Regions from separate parts of the Mus musculus genome. Here region 2 is linked to region 1. A link is a contact called in public HiChIP or PLAC-seq data. All regions are on one chromosome and are shown on one strand. The core of a region is the stretch at or near the end of the contact, and the rest is flanking DNA. Distances in the headings are between cores, read along the strand shown.

Evidence for each region. HiChIP or PLAC-seq counts read pairs in DNA pulled down with a chosen protein or histone mark.
Region 2: an H3K4me3 HiChIP or PLAC-seq map of the 230-238 cell line shows a contact between it and region 1, with 14 read pairs. The contact joins the promoter of Sema4b here to the enhancer-like site in region 1. A contact is called at or near these places in 6 of 115 datasets of contacts at active chromatin or transcription factors (the 230-238 cell line, CD8 T cells, effector CD8 T cells and 2 more) and 3 of 9 other capture datasets (adipose tissue, liver and pancreatic islet).

Annotation. Positions count from the first base shown.
Region 1 is chr7:80,088,035-80,095,784 of GRCm38.p6, reverse strand. It overlaps Zfp710 (zinc finger protein 710), which reads right to left. Exons shown (of 5, transcript NM_175433.5): 5 at 3,034-5,450. The coding sequence ends at 5,281. Idh2 (isocitrate dehydrogenase 2 (NADP+), mitochondrial) reads left to right here. Exons shown (of 11, transcript NM_173011.2): 10 at 72-164; 11 at 582-939. The coding sequence ends at 669. Among named protein-coding and RNA genes, the nearest start is that of Gm21057, 17 kb to the right of the region's middle. Within about 2 kb of position 4,019, at least 132 of the 459 cell types and tissues checked have an H3K27ac peak or open chromatin away from gene starts, as enhancers often do. A contact at or near this core is called in the 230-238 cell line, CD8 T cells and effector CD8 T cells, where this site is marked.
Region 2 is chr7:80,193,051-80,200,028 of GRCm38.p6, reverse strand. Sema4b (sema domain, immunoglobulin domain (Ig), transmembrane domain (TM) and short cytoplasmic domain, (semaphorin) 4B) reads right to left here and starts at 1,441. Exons shown (of 14, transcript NM_001360135.2): 1 at 1,259-1,441. The coding sequence starts at 1,376.

The sequences.
Region 1 (7,750 bases), core at 2,770-5,269:
AGGGCTTGAGCAGGTGCAGCCCACAGTTCTGCCCAGCATGCCGGGGCCTCACTCTGCCGCATCCCCCGCAGGTTTGCACAGACGCTGGAGAAGGTGTGCGTGCAGACTGTGGAGAGCGGAGCGATGACCAAGGACCTGGCTGGCTGTATCCATGGCCTCAGCAAGTGTGTGCTTTGGGAAACAGGGCTTGAGACCCCAGCAGGTGGGAGGAAGCCAGGGGGAACCCCCCCCCCCCAAGAGTCTCTCTCATGAGTGGGTAGAGCTGCCTGGGGTCTGGGGCAGGACAAGTCCTGAGAAATGGCTCAGGCCAAGCCTTCCTTGACCAGGTCTGAGTTGGTGCCCTCTGGCAGTTGCTTAGTTCCTCTGCTCTCCTCCTTAAACCTTTCCCCAGCTTCTTTTATGAGGCCTGTGCCCGGTAGCTTGTTACTTTAAACTTTCTGCCAAATTTATTGTGACCCTCTAGCAGTGGGCTACTAGCAAACTTGGACCTGGGCCTGGTGGCCTGAGGTCTAATGAGCCTGGGAATGGCTTGGTTGATGGCCTCCAGGAGGCCTGAGTCTCCCCTGATGTTCTCTCGGCAGTGTGAAGCTGAACGAGCACTTCCTGAACACCACAGACTTCCTGGACACCATTAAGAGCAACCTGGACAGAGCTCTGGGCAAGCAGTAGGGGTGGACACTACTCAGCTCCAGTGGGTACTCTGTACATGGCAGAGGGTGGGCCTCACAGCCCCTCTCTGGTGGCCTTTCTAGGGGACATTTTTTTACATATATATATGATGGAGATGTTTTTTAAAGTATATGAGCATTTTCCCTCACGGTGGACATGAGGCAGGAACGTGTGCTTTACCTCAGACAGTCAGTGTTCTGCATACTGTAATTTATATTGCTCTGGAATCACATGGTGCCATATTTAGCTACTAAAAAGCTCTTCGCAAAACTGTCTTGATGTGTTTGTCCCCGAGTGGGAGGGAGCAGCTGGTAGGATCCCCCAGGGACAGGGTTGGGGTGCCTCAGGCTGTTAATAGGTCAGCCAGGGGGTTGCTTCTCATGAGAGGGAACGAGGCAGCCTGTGGGCCTCCTGCATTCTTCACTGGCTGCCTGAGTTGCCAGACTTTGGGGGTGAGGCCCTGGCTTCCTCACAAAGTTGCGTGCAGTGTCTGCTGCTGAGCCAGTGGAGCTAGCTGGGGCCTAAGGGCAGAGACTCACATAGAATCTCCTAAGGTGATCCCGTTTCTCCATCTAGGGAATTGTCATTCTGTGATGTTGTAGATACTTGTTATAATAACACATGCACCTTTCACCTCTTATAGTGCTGACACTCCAACCTCGAGCTTTGTGTACACTAAGCAAGCATTCTACCTCTGCATCCCAACTTCATCCTGGTACCAACTTAGCTGAGACGAGGCCTCATCAGCACGCAGTTCTAGCTGGTTTGGAACTTTATGGGTCAGGCTGGTCTTCTAGTCACGAAGGTCTACCTCTCTGCTTCCCAAGGCAGGGATTAAGGGCCTATGCGACTGTGCTCAGGCTCATTTGCCCTGTTATAGGTTATACACTAGAAACAGATCCCCCAGTCTCTGCTTTGCAAGCCCGCTCAGGCTTGCCTAGGTCTCTGTGTGTCCGGGATCCCCTGTTCCCATCCTTCAGGTTTCTCCTTTGGCACAACTAGAAAAGTGATGTGGAAATGTTGTTCCAAAGCCCATATACACTCAATGGAAAGCACTGTCGCTGTGCAGTCAGTGACTTCTCTTTCTGCTTGTTTGGTCCTGCTGGAGATTAGGGTAACTTTGATAATGCAGTCAGTTCTCTGTATCTGGAGTTGGTTGTTGTCAGTGCTGGGAATTGAGTTTAGCAAGCATTTTATCAGTAAGATTTTTTTTTTGATTTATTTAGTAGCTGTCTTCAGACTCACCTGAAGGGGGTGTCAGATCTCATTACGGATGGTTGTGAGTCACCATGTGGTTGCTGGGATTTGAACTCAGAACCTTTGGAAGAGCAGTCGGTGCTCTTAACCTCTGAGCCATCTCTCCAGCCCCCATCAGTAAGATCTTAAGCTGAATTCTCATCCCCATTGCCTGCCTTTTTTTCTTTTTTTTTTAAAAGACATGGTTTTGTGTATCCGAGACTCGCCTCAAATTTCTATAGAATTAAGGATGACCTTGAACTTCTTAGCCTCCAGTCTCCACCTCCTGGATGCAGTTATCATGGGCAGTATCACAACACTGAGTATGTAGGGCTGGGTATCAAACCCAGGGTGGTCTCCTGAATAGTAGGCAAGTACTTTACCCAGCAAGCCTGATCCACAGCCCTAGCCTCCAGTTTAAAGACTATTTTAGTATTTTTATGGGGTATCTTGCCTGTTTGTATATCTGTGTGCCATGTACATACAGGGTCCACTGAAGTCAGAAGAGGGCATTGGAGACCCTAGAACTAGAGTTAGAGACAGTTGCTGAGCTGCCATGTGGGTGGTAGGAATTGAACCTGGGTCCTCTGGAAGAGCAGCAAGTGCTCTTAACCAACTATCTATCGCTTGCCTCTAGCCACAGGTTTTATGTTGCAGATCCAAGAGTGGGAATATTTGGAAACAAGTCAGGGATGGCAGTGCATGCCCGAAATCCCAGCACTGGGGAGGCCGGAAATCTGAAAAGGCCAGGTGTACACACATACGTGTAGTCTTGCTTCAGGAAGCTGAGACAGGAAGATGGTTGCGTTCTAGGCCAGACACAGGTAGACAGTGTGAGCCTGCTGTAAAAAGTCTCAAAACAACCGGGAAAAAGAAGCTGTGTGTGGGAGAACTCATCTGTTGTCCCAGGCCTTCACAGGTAGATCCGGGCTACAGAGACCTAAAACCTGCCCTTGGGACTCGGAGCATGTTCTCCTCCACCCACCCCCCAACTCTCTGGCAGGTCAGGTGGCTGAGATTGTCTTGTAGTTCCAGAGGGGGATGCTGTCTGGCATGTGACTAGGGAGCCTTGTTGGGACCTCCTTGGGGGGAAGGGCCTCCAAGAGCACCAAGAAGCACGTACAGTCACCTCGCTAAAGAATATTCATTTATTTATAATTATTGCTAAGTAAACTTCTCTTTTTAAACAGGAACATAAAAACACAGTAGGGCTCTGCACAAGAGGAATCTCTAAACAGTTGGTTTGTATACATGTCAAAATAAGTTAGAGTGGAATTCGGCCAGGGCTTCTGAGTCACCCTTTTCAGAAGCCTGGGAGGGGTGAGGCTGGAGCTGTGCCAGGACCACCTCCAGCTCCAACTGTGTACTGTGCTGTGCCTTCCTCTCCGCTTTGCCCGGCACAAGGCGAGGGCAGGGGCTTTTTCAGTATGGCATCCCCAAGGGGGTTGTGCCAATGGCAGGCTGGGGGACAGTGGGAGACCCCACCCAGGCCAGACTTCTCCCTTCTGTTCCAAGACCAAGGCCACTGCGTTGGCAGGAGAGGAGGAGGAGGAAGAGAAGAAGGAGGAGGTACAGGGTGCTTTTTGGTACCAGGGAGAAAGTCATTGTGGGAAGAGGTAGTTTGCAGGGGTGATGCCTTCTGCTCAGCAGGAGAAATAAATGTCTTGTACAGTGATAGCTAATCACTGCCACCTGAGGGTCATCATGATGGGCACCTGGGAGGCCGGGAGCCATGGGAAACCACACCTGGGCCACTGTGTCCCCCTCATCCCCAGTCCTGAACAGTCACCCTGAGGCCTGGCTTGGGGGCTGTCACACTGCGAATCAACACCCTCTGCCTCAGCTGGTCTCCCCCTCTTGGTTTTTCAGCCAAAGCTGGTGGCTTCATCTATGCCTTTTTGGGGTTAGTCCCGCCTGCTCCTCCCCTTGGGGGCCTTGGGATTTGTGGGCAGGGGTTTGGGTGCTTGCGAGCTTATGGATGGAGGACAGGGGGGAGGGGAGGGGACAGGTGAAGAGGGCCAGCTGACTGGAGAGGGCCGGGTAGGTTCTCTGCCTCCCCCACTTCCCTCCTGCCTTAGCCTTCTGAGGCTCCCAGCTAGTGATACACCTGGGCCAGGGCCCCTCAGGCATGGCTGCTTTCGGAAAGGGAGGCAGGAAGTACACACAGCACACAAGAAAGCTGAGGCTTGGACGAACCAAAAACCAAAAAAAAAAAAAAAAACCCAAAACAAACCAATAGAAACAGAAACCAAAAAAAACCCCTCTCCATCAAAGATGATAGACAGGAGAGTTGGAAAGGAAAACATAAATTTCTTTCACAATACCCTTCTTGCTGCAAACAGAATTTTCCCCTCCCTCTCTCTGGTCTTCAGTTAAACATGTTGCTCTTCCTCCGGAGCCGGCTGAGCCACAGCTCACCCACTCCCCACGACACCTGCTTGCTCATAAAAAACCAAAACCAAAACCATTCTAGTTCCCCTCTTCCCACGGGTGGTCTTCCTTGGCTTCCCCTGAGGACAGCCACTCTTGGTCCCAGAGATGTCACCCCGACCCTCCCTCCCCGCTGGCTCAAGGAGCCGCCATCTATCTTTGTTAATGCTTGCCAGATGCAGGGCATGTCCTGGGTTTGTTTGGTGAGGACCCTGTGGTTGGTACCTTAGCTTGGAACAGACCTGGATGAACTGTGTTGAAATGCACATTAGGGACATTCTTTCAAACGAGGCTGGGGCAGGGGAGCTCTGCAGGCCAGCTGGGAGGGTGCTCTGGAGGCTGGACTCCCCTCAGCTCTCCGACAGGCAGGGCCAGGGCTAGGGCCGCATGCATGCCTGCATGGAGCAAGGGGAGGCCCAGGAGGTAGAAGGCAGAGTGCCCTGCCTGGCTCTTGAGTGATAGGGGGAGGGAAGAGGTTCTTGGGTCTGACCAGGGTGGGGGTGGGCAGTGTCGGCCAGTGCAGGGGTTCAGATGTCCTTAAAGGCCAGAGTCGGTGCAGAAGAGAGACAAGGCCTGGCTCAAGCATTCTCTTCCTGGAGAGCGCCTCCGCGCCTGAGGTGGCTTGGGGAAGACCTCTAAGTCTGTGCCTGTAAGAGGCCTCACTGGCATTCCCCCTGCCCACGCACAGCAGCAGGCCAAGGAGAACCAGATGCGGACCTCCTGGTTACCTTTCCCTCACCGGGATGCCTAGGCCTGTGGCCAGCTCCCTGCAAGGACAGTAGTAGAGTCTCCATTTGGTCTAAAGATCCCTAGTGGTGCAAATGATTTGAGGGTTGGGGGGGAGGAGGGCCAGGCAGTGGGCAGTAGCTTGGTTCTGGGCTGCAGAGGGGCAGCCCTCAGTATGTGGGTCTCACCCTGCGCCCTCCCCGCCCACTCAGCGGCCTGCTATAGCACATTGTAGTAGGCCATCTCTTTCATGGCCTGCTCAGTGAGGGTGCTGGCCTCCGCGCTGCTGTCCACACTGCTGTAGGTGTAGGCGTTTTCCTCGAAGTCCTCCATCTCCTGATGGTTGTCAAGTTCAGAGGGGTCAGGGCCTGCCAGCTCCATCATGGGGTCTATAAGAGAGAGGCACAGTTAGGCCTAACCACTGGGCATCCCCAGCATCCTGCAAGAAGGGGGGAACGGGGGTGGACCTTAAAGTCCAGCCTCTGTTTCCTCCGTCTTCGTATCCAGGCAGTTACAAACCCTACTGCTAGGTGTACAAGGAAGGGCCTTGTCCCTGCTAGGTCACTAAGCCCTCCTGGGTCACCTGCAATGCCTATCACTGGTTCCCCCTTTGCTATGGGACTCATGTAGTACCCACTGCATGCCAAGTGCTCCCCAGACCTCACCTCATCCAATGTTTGCCTGCAACCTCATCGTGTACACCGAAAGGCTGATCAACCTCCCAGCCATCCCACAAGTGCTCCTGTGAACTTGCAAAGCTCTACTTCAGGAGCACCGGCAGGAGTAGTTTTTCTACATTACTGCACCAAACCAGCCCTACCCTGGTCCTGGGCTCTCCAAGGACAAACTCAGCCAAGCAAGGTAGGTTTGTCAAAGCATCTCTGGAGACAGGAGGAGGTCTGAGAGGTACCTTGTAATTCTGTCAAATTGGAATCTTACTATAAAGTTTGCTGTTGTGACATAGCAGAGTGCCCCCTGAAGAGACATGGACTGGTATGAACAAGTAGCCCGGGGGGTGGGGTGGGGGTGGGGGTTGGCTGGTAGGGACTGAGGCTGGCCAACGGAGTGGGTTTTGCCCCTGCCCACTGAAGAACTTTGGTAGTTGGGGGAAACAGACCTAGCCCAGGGCTCACCCTGATAGGTCCAAGGTGGGCGTCTCAACCTTGGCATCACTAACATCTGGGGCCACAATCCTTTGTGGTAGGCCACTGCAGGACATCACAGGGTCCTGCACTCTTCCCATCTGATGCCAGGAGTATCTTCCCAGTTATCTATATCTATGCATATATCTATCTATTCCCTGGGGGTCAAAATCACCCTCCTCTGCCAATGAGTGGCTTAGGAACCTAAATCTGACCACTGGGTCAGAAGAAAATGCTTGCTGGCACGTTATTGATTTTAAAGAAGGAGGACAGGTCCCTTTCCTGGATGTGCCAGGAAGCAATGTCCTGGTGGCTACTGTTATACCGTGAGTGCAAACGAAAATGCCAGTCATGTGGGGGTCTCACAGAGGTAGCCTAACTCTGATAATATTCACCTGACTTTAAAGATGGCCCAGGCTTTCAATCCCTCTCTCCGCATTTTATTTTATTTTATTTTATTTTATTTTATTTCATTTCATTTTATTTTATTTTTTTGGATACAGGGTTTCTGTTGTAGCCCTGGCTGTCCTGGAACTTACTAGACCAGGCTGGCCCGCTTGTGCCTCCCCAGTGCTGGGATTAAAGATGTGCTCCACCATGCATGGCTTTCTCTCTCTTTTGACTAGATTTTTATGTAGCTCAGGCTATCCTCAAACTCATTATATAGTTAAAGATGACCTTGAACTTTTGGTACTCTTGTCTACACCTCCAAAATGCACCACCACACCCAATTTATAGGGTGCTGGGGTCAAACCTTGTGCATGCTAAGCTAGCGCTACCCACTGAGTTATCTCCAATACTTCCAAACTGTTGAATCTGAACCAAGCCTAGGTGGTTCTCCGTCTGTTCTTACTGCCATCCCATCATATACCACCGCTGCTTATTTATTACAGGTCAAATTTGGTGTGCCCACTTTGTCTCCATTACGCCCATTGCTTCAGGCAAGTACCTCAGGCTGGCCTTGAACTCCGCATAGAATTGCAGACTGTGTTGAACTAGAAGAGGCATACGAGCATCCAGCTGCTCTAGCAGCAGTGCTAAGCATCCCTGGAAACGAGGAAAGAGATTGCTCCCTTACCCAGAGAACCAGGCTTGATGACTTCACTTGTTTGCAAAAGGACTAGGCTGGCTTGGTGTCTGCTGGCGACTAGCTGCAAGGCAAGTCCACTGTAGTGACGCTCCCCAACAGATGTTTAGCGAAGAGTCCAAAGGGCTTCAAAACCCAACCCCCAGCCCGGCACCTCCGGGATTCAGACCCAGCCATCAGTATTAACAACATTCTTCACTGAGCTGCAGAGATGGCTCAGTGTTTAATGCACAGGCATTCTCCCACAGACCCCGGAATGATTGCCAGCACCCACGTGGTGTCTGTGTCTGTAACCCCAGCCCCAGCGGATCTGACAGCCGCCCCCCCCCCCCCACTCCACTAGGCAAGCCTGTGGCAAACAGACATACATGAAAGCAAAAAACCCATACATATAAATGTTAAGGGAGAATTTTCAAGGGGCTCCCATGGGCAGCCAATTTGAGATGTCATCCTATATCAA
Region 2 (6,978 bases), core at 192-2,691, 110 kb before region 1:
AAGAATGACAGCAAACACCCGCTGAGAGGTTTCTGTACCAAGCCCTATCCTAAGGACTTTGCAACTGGTAATGAGCTGCGCCTTGAGCAAGGCGCTAATATCCCATTTTACAGATGAAGAAATCAAGGCACAGAGAAGTTGTTTACTTAAGGTCATGTGGGAACTAAGTGGCTGAGACAGGATTTGAACTTGAGCTACCAACAATGTTTTGGATAAGGGACTGAGATCCTGTTAGGGGCCTTAACTGAAGAGCTGATTCTATCCTTTTGCAAATGGGATGCTTTTAGGGGTGGGGATGCAAATATGGAGTAGGAAGTCTGGTAGAGTTTTAGTCTGTAACCTCTAATTTATGCACTAACTCACAGTGACAGTTTGCAATTTAGAGGGGTTTGGCCAAACATTGTCTGTTGGCACCTATGTGCCTGATGCCCTCCGAATGCACCAAGTTTTATGAATTTCCCAAGATGACTTTGCAAGGTATCTAAGCCTGAGGCGACTTTGCAGGGGAGGAAGCTGGAGTGCGGGCAGTAGGAAGTACTTACTGGGCTAAGTCCCTAGAATTCCAAACGTTGAGGTTCCCTGGAAAAGGTTCAGGGGCGATCAGACTAAGGGAAGTAAAGAATGAGTGGAGGATTGGAAACACAGGCAGCCAGGGGCAGCTGTAAACCACCAAAAAAGGAATGTGGCCCACCAGGGTGATACCCTCAGGCCCCTCTAGACAGGGTACAGATGGGTCTTCGCAATGTCAGTTTCCAAGTCCCTGTGTTTGGAGTAGGGGGTGAATTCTCCAGGTCGATCAGTCAGAGATGGGCCGGCAGGGAGGAAAGACCTGGCACCCACCCGCCAAACTCCAGGCTCTGCTGTGGCTGACTGAGAATATCATAAGCCCAGAGTTTATAGCACGGCCAGCAGCAGTGCCCTCAGCCCCGTGCCGTTGGTGGCTCCAAGGCTGACTCTGGTCAGCATCAAAGACAAGTAAATGAGTAGGCAGGATGGCTGGCACCTGAGGCCCCTAGTGCCGAGTGTGCTCCCTCCGAGCAAGAGCAGCTGCAACCGAGCAAGAAAGCGGCCCTCTCCAAGTCCAGATAGAAAATGGAAGAAAAGGGCTCTCAGCTCCCTAGCTTTCCCTCCTCTTTCGCTTTGACCACAACTGCTTTCCTGGTCCTAGTGGACCTCAACCTCTCCTTTGTCGTGGCCACCCCACCAAGCATCTCGTTGCCCGCGCTCCCCTCCTTCTGCCGCGCCCCATAGCACTTACCCAGCGGCACACTGATCCGGGGGCCGAGCGCCCGCGTAGTCGTCGTCCGCAGCAGCAGCAGTAGCAGCAGCAGCAGCAGCGCGCGCCGCAGGACAGCGGAGCGGCTCGCCCGGCCCATCGCGGCGCGTGGAGCTCGGACCGCAGCAGGCAGCGGCGTCCTCCTCCGGCTCAGGTTGCTCAAGTGGAATCGCAGGCTGGAGCCCCGCCCCGCGGTTCGGCCCGGAGTCCTTCCCTCGGCCTCCGCCTCTGGACCTGGGGGTGGGCGGCAGGGAAGGTGGTCACGTGGGCCGCCGCACCGTAGGCTCCCTCTGCCCAGTGCTGCGGGTGAAAGCCCCGCGCTCTCGCCGCAGGGAGGAGGGCGCGGAGCAGGAAGTCGACGGGTAGGCGGGCCTCCTAGCTGGTCCTTGCCCAGCTCTTTCCCCTTCCTCCTTCCTGGGCGCTGAAGTACGAGGGGCGCTGGATCGAGTCACCCGACTTGGGGCACTGGGGGGGAGGGGGAGCGGAGCAGAGCCTGGGGACCTGAAGCCCGGAGACCGAGGAGCTCGCAAAGCCGCACGGACCCGCCCTCCTTCCGGCTCCCGGGAACCCTGCCCCACATGCCCCCTACCTACCCCCACCCCCGCTCTGGGAGCTGTGCAGACTCTGAGACGGAGACTGGTAGCTTTCCAGTCTTACTTCCGCGAGAGGTCTATGCATGGTCTAGAATCTAGATACTCTGCTCGGTTGTCCATGCTTAGAATTCTGTCCACGCGAAGCCCGGGGCCGGCGCAGAATCAGTTCAAGTGGGATAATTAGGATTTCACGGACTGCACTGCCAAAGAGGCTAGACCTTCCCCCCCACAACCAGCACGTGGCTGAGCATAGGAAAGGATTCCCTAAGGCTGGAATGAGACGCCAGAGGTATCCACCCGCAGGTACCCCAATCTGAAGTCAATTTGGTGGAGCCACAGCAAAGGAATAGAGGGAAATAAAGAGGGGGAGATCAACAAAGACATCAAGGTTTTGGAAACCCGTTTCAGCTTTTCCTAGGTGAATGGATAAAATTAAAAACTTAAAAATATGTGTTCATTGTTCTTGTGGCAATGAAACCACTTCCCCCAGACTTTTCTGCAGTTGTCGAAGCTACACTGCACTCGCTGCTGCCCATGTGTGCCCATGTGGGCAGTTCCAGAGCCACATCTTTCTACTCTCCTCCCCACCCCCACAGGCAGGTGGCAGTCAGAGCAGACAAGCTCTTGGATGGTCTCAGGTCTTCTTTCTTACATCCAGACTTCCCCATGCTCCACAACTCCTGTACTGTCACCACCCTGACATCCTTCTACAGTCTCGTGTCTTTTCTCATATGCCACATGTCCAATTGCACTGGTTAACCCATCATCTGAAATGTACTGTTTCTGCTCTAACTGCTGCTTCCTTTCCTCCTGTTAATCTCTTCTCAAACACAGTAGACAGAGTCTACTCCACAAGCTGTGACCTCTGACCTGTGTGTTTGTGTGTGTAACATAAAATATATATGCAGGCAAAACACCAATGCACATGAAATAAATAGCACTTTAAATACTGTTTCAAGGTCAGGCCTGTAGCCCAGGCCTTTAATCCCATCAACCTGGGAGTCAGAAGCAGGAAGATCTCTTGAGTTTTACAGAGCCAGTTCCAGGACAGCAAGGCTACACAGAGATATCCTGTCTAAAAAAAAAAATTTTTTTTTACATGTATCTGTCAGTGTGAGGGTTTGAGACTCCCTGGAACTGGAGTTCCTGACTCCAGTTATGAAGATGCTGGGAGGGCTGGTGAGATGGCTCAGTGGGTAAGAGCACCCGACTGCTCTTCTGAAGGTCCTGAGTTCAAATCCCAGCAACCACATGGTGGCTCACAACCATCCATAACGAGATCTGACTCCCTCTTCTGGAGTGTCTGAAGACAGCTACAGTGTACTTACATATAATAAATAAATAAATAAATAAATAAATAAATAAAAGAAGATGCTGGGAATTGAACCCGGGGCCTCCAGAAGAGCAGCCAGCGCTCTTATTGCTGAGCCATCACTCCAGCCTCAGATTCATTTATCTTATCTGTCTGGCTGTCTTTATTTATGATACCAGGTTTCTCCGTGTAGTCTTGACTGTCCTGGAACTCCTGTAGACCAGGCTAGCCTTGAACTCACAAAAATCCTCCTTCCTCTGACCCCCACCCCCACCCCCCAAGTACTGGGACTAAAAGCATGTACCACCACTGCCCGGCTGAAAATAAATTTCTAAAGTCAGCTGGAAATGGTGGTATTTAATTCTAGCACTTGGCAGGTGAAGGGCGGGTAGGATCAGGAATCCAAGGCAGCCTCAGGTACATAACAAGCTTGAGGCCAATCGAGGCTATGTGAAACTCTGTCTCAGACAACAACAAACCGAAAACAGAACTTAAATAAATACATACATAAATAAAATGAAAGTCTAGGTGCAGCTTTCCCCTGCTCAACCTCCCAAGCCTCTGGAATGGTGCCTGTACACATGGCAGGCGTCTTCAATAAGCGTTGGTTGAAGGAATGACTGGGTGACCGAGGATGACAAGGGTCAGACTACTACAGGCTCGTGTTGGCTAACAACCTAAAACAATCTTCTGATGCCAATTTCTGTCTAATGAAAAGTGCCCCAAACCTGAAATTATGCAATAACTTTTTCAACTGAACACAAGACTTCAAAATTATCTCTCTTAAATCTATTGGTTCTGGCCCAGATTTCATCCCACGGAGGTTGTTTTGAATATTGATTCTATTATCATACATTTGGCACCTCCTTTCCTGGTTTTTGAGTCATCGTAAATTTGGCTAAGTATTCCTTAGACCTTTAATCAAGTTACTGATAAAAATAATGGGTGTGCAGATTTAGCCTCCAGATCTTGGTTTCTGCACACCGCTCTTCTATAAAAGCAGAGCGCTCTCCTTAAGTACAAGGTAAAGAGCTCATTTTGTTGGGCCTGAAAGCAAAGCAAAGCCTAATGAGGCCATGCCTGAAGAGACAGTCTGATGGCCGCGTGGAGAGGAGCCAGGCGGATGGCCATTTGGTTATCAAACAGCATAAGTAATGGATTCTAATGCAGCAAATGAAAATACAACCCATTAGTCAATAGTGTGACTCAGAGAGAAAGGGAAAGAGAAGGGAAGGGAAGAGAAGGAAATGTCTTTATGTACAAACCTGCTGCTAAGTGTAGAAATAGAAGGACTAGAAAGAACACTTAGCGAAGACCACAGTTGGACATAAAGACTGGGGAAACAGTGTCTGACGGCCAGTCCCACAGATGATCACTAGCCCAAAGGCCAATGTATGCCTGCCAATGAGATCTGGTGGCTCCCATCCTAACGCAAGTGGTCAGCCATGATAGGAGTAGCATGATGGAATCTTTGCTTGCCTCCCATATGATGCCCTGAGAACTTCACATTATCAGTCCCTGCAGTGTTCCTACCAAAGGGTTTAACCCATGTCTAATAATAAGGACGAAAGCAGATACCGCCAATATGAAGAGCATTCTATGGGATAACTAGCCTGGGTCAGTCTGATCTCAGAAGTAAGTGTGTGTGTGTGTGTGTGTGTGTGTGTGTGTGTGTGTGTGTGTGTGTGTGAGAGAGAGAGAGAGAGACAGACAGACAGACAGAGACAGAGAGAGAGGAGGAGGGAAAGGAACAAGAGGAAGAAGAGGGGAAGGAAAAAGGAGGAGGAGGAGGAGGAGGAAGAGAAAAAGGCAACCATGGCAAAACACATTTGTAATCCAGAGGCCTGCAGATCCCTGCTAGCCAGCCTAACTTACTCGGCAAGTTCCAGACCAGTGAAAGACTGTCTCAAAAAAAGAAAAAAAAAAAAAAAGTGGATGGCTCGGAGGAGTTACATACAAAGTTGTTTTCTGGCCTCCATACACACATACAAATACACACACATGCCTGTGAATACATGCATAAGATCTACGTACACACACATATCCATGCATATCCATACACATGCACACACAAGCTTTGTCAAAAATCAATTTTTGCTAACTACAACATTTCCTTCATCCGCTCTGCACCCTAGTTTAGAGCAGTGCCTGATCTATGGCTTACCTGCTCAATTAGCATTTATTCAGAGCCTGAATCTGGGGATCAGTAGCTCCTAACGTGGCAGTGGCAGGAGATTGGTCTGCTCTTGTGTCTTGGCAACAAAGGGCTTGTCTGACGGCTGTGCTCATCCCTCAGGAGAGGAGGCAGGGGCTGATGCAGCCTCTCATGGTTCTTAATTATATCCTGCTCATGTGCTTTGAAAGTATATCTTATGCCAACTGGGCAGCAAGCCCCTTAGAGAGAAGAGCGCCGGGTCTTCTGTCTTCTGACCCCCTCCCCCATGCCTAGCAAGGCACCCAGTAAGAACCACACAGCACTATCTACGTAAAGGTCCCGACTTGGCCTGGGGACACACTCTCCAATTCCTGTGCATGGCAGCCTTGCTCCTGTCGGGCTCCACTGTCTTCTGTACGTGTGCTAATGTGGTTTCCTCATGTGCTCTCTCAGACTGGAAAGAACAGAAGGGTGACTGACAAAGAACTGCCTTTGAATTGACTTCCTTTAGGCAAAAGAGTGGTCCCAAGCCAACGATGTGTCTCCTGTTCCCCTCTGCCACGCTTGGATGTAGGCAAGTGTTTTTCTGCCAGATGTCAGTGTTTACAAAGAACTGGGGGGCGGAGGGGGGTAGCTTGGAAAGAGTACCAAAAAACAGAACAAGAAAAAAGTACTACTCTCTCCATGCCCAGCCTACAAGACAAAGTCATCCATAAATTGCTAAGTCAATTGCTAAGTCCGCCCTCTGTCCACCTGCACTCATAGGCCTTCTTCCTTCCTCCCATCCTGTCTGTCTGTCTGTCTATGCCTCCCCCCACAATCTACACACACACAAACACACACACACTTTTTTCACTAGTGCAGGATGAGAAATATAATGTTCATAAGAATATATTATAAAGAAGCCCAGATAAGTTTGGAAGTGGTGGCGCACACCTTTAATGCCAGCACTTGGGAGGCAGAGGCAGGTGGATTTCTGAGTTGGAGTCCAGTCTGGTCTACAGAGAGAGATCCAAGACAGCCAGAGCTACACAGAGAAACCCTGTCTGGAAAAACCAAGAGGAGAAGGAGGAGGAGGAGGTGTAGCATCAGGCACCCAGACAAACTTGCTGTGTGGTGAGAGATGTCAGAGTCCAGTGGGCACATGCCTCCTAGGCAAATATAGAAACTTTAGAGATGACAGATTCTATATCTTGATGTAGTGTTGGATTTTCAAGTGTTTGCAAATGTACTGAGCTTTTTTTTTAAGATTTATTTATTTATTTATTTATATGTGTGTACACTGTAGCTATCTTCAGACACTCCAGAAGAGGGCATCAGATTTTTGTTACAGATGGTTGTGACCCACCATGTGGTTGCTGGGATTTGAACTCAGGACCTTCGGAAGAGCAGTTGGCGCTCTTAACCGCTGAGCCATCTCACCAGGCCCCTGTACTGAGCTTTATGATCTTAAGATCTATGCATTTTGCTTTATTTAAGCTCTTTGGTTTTTGATAGTCTCACTTACATAGGCCAAGGTGGCCTAAAACTTGCTATATAACCCACACTGGCCTTGTACTCTAGATCTTCTGCCTCCGCCTTCTCAGTGCTGGGAATGTAGGGTGTGCCACTGTGTCCCGCTAGAAGCTTGTATTTTATACCT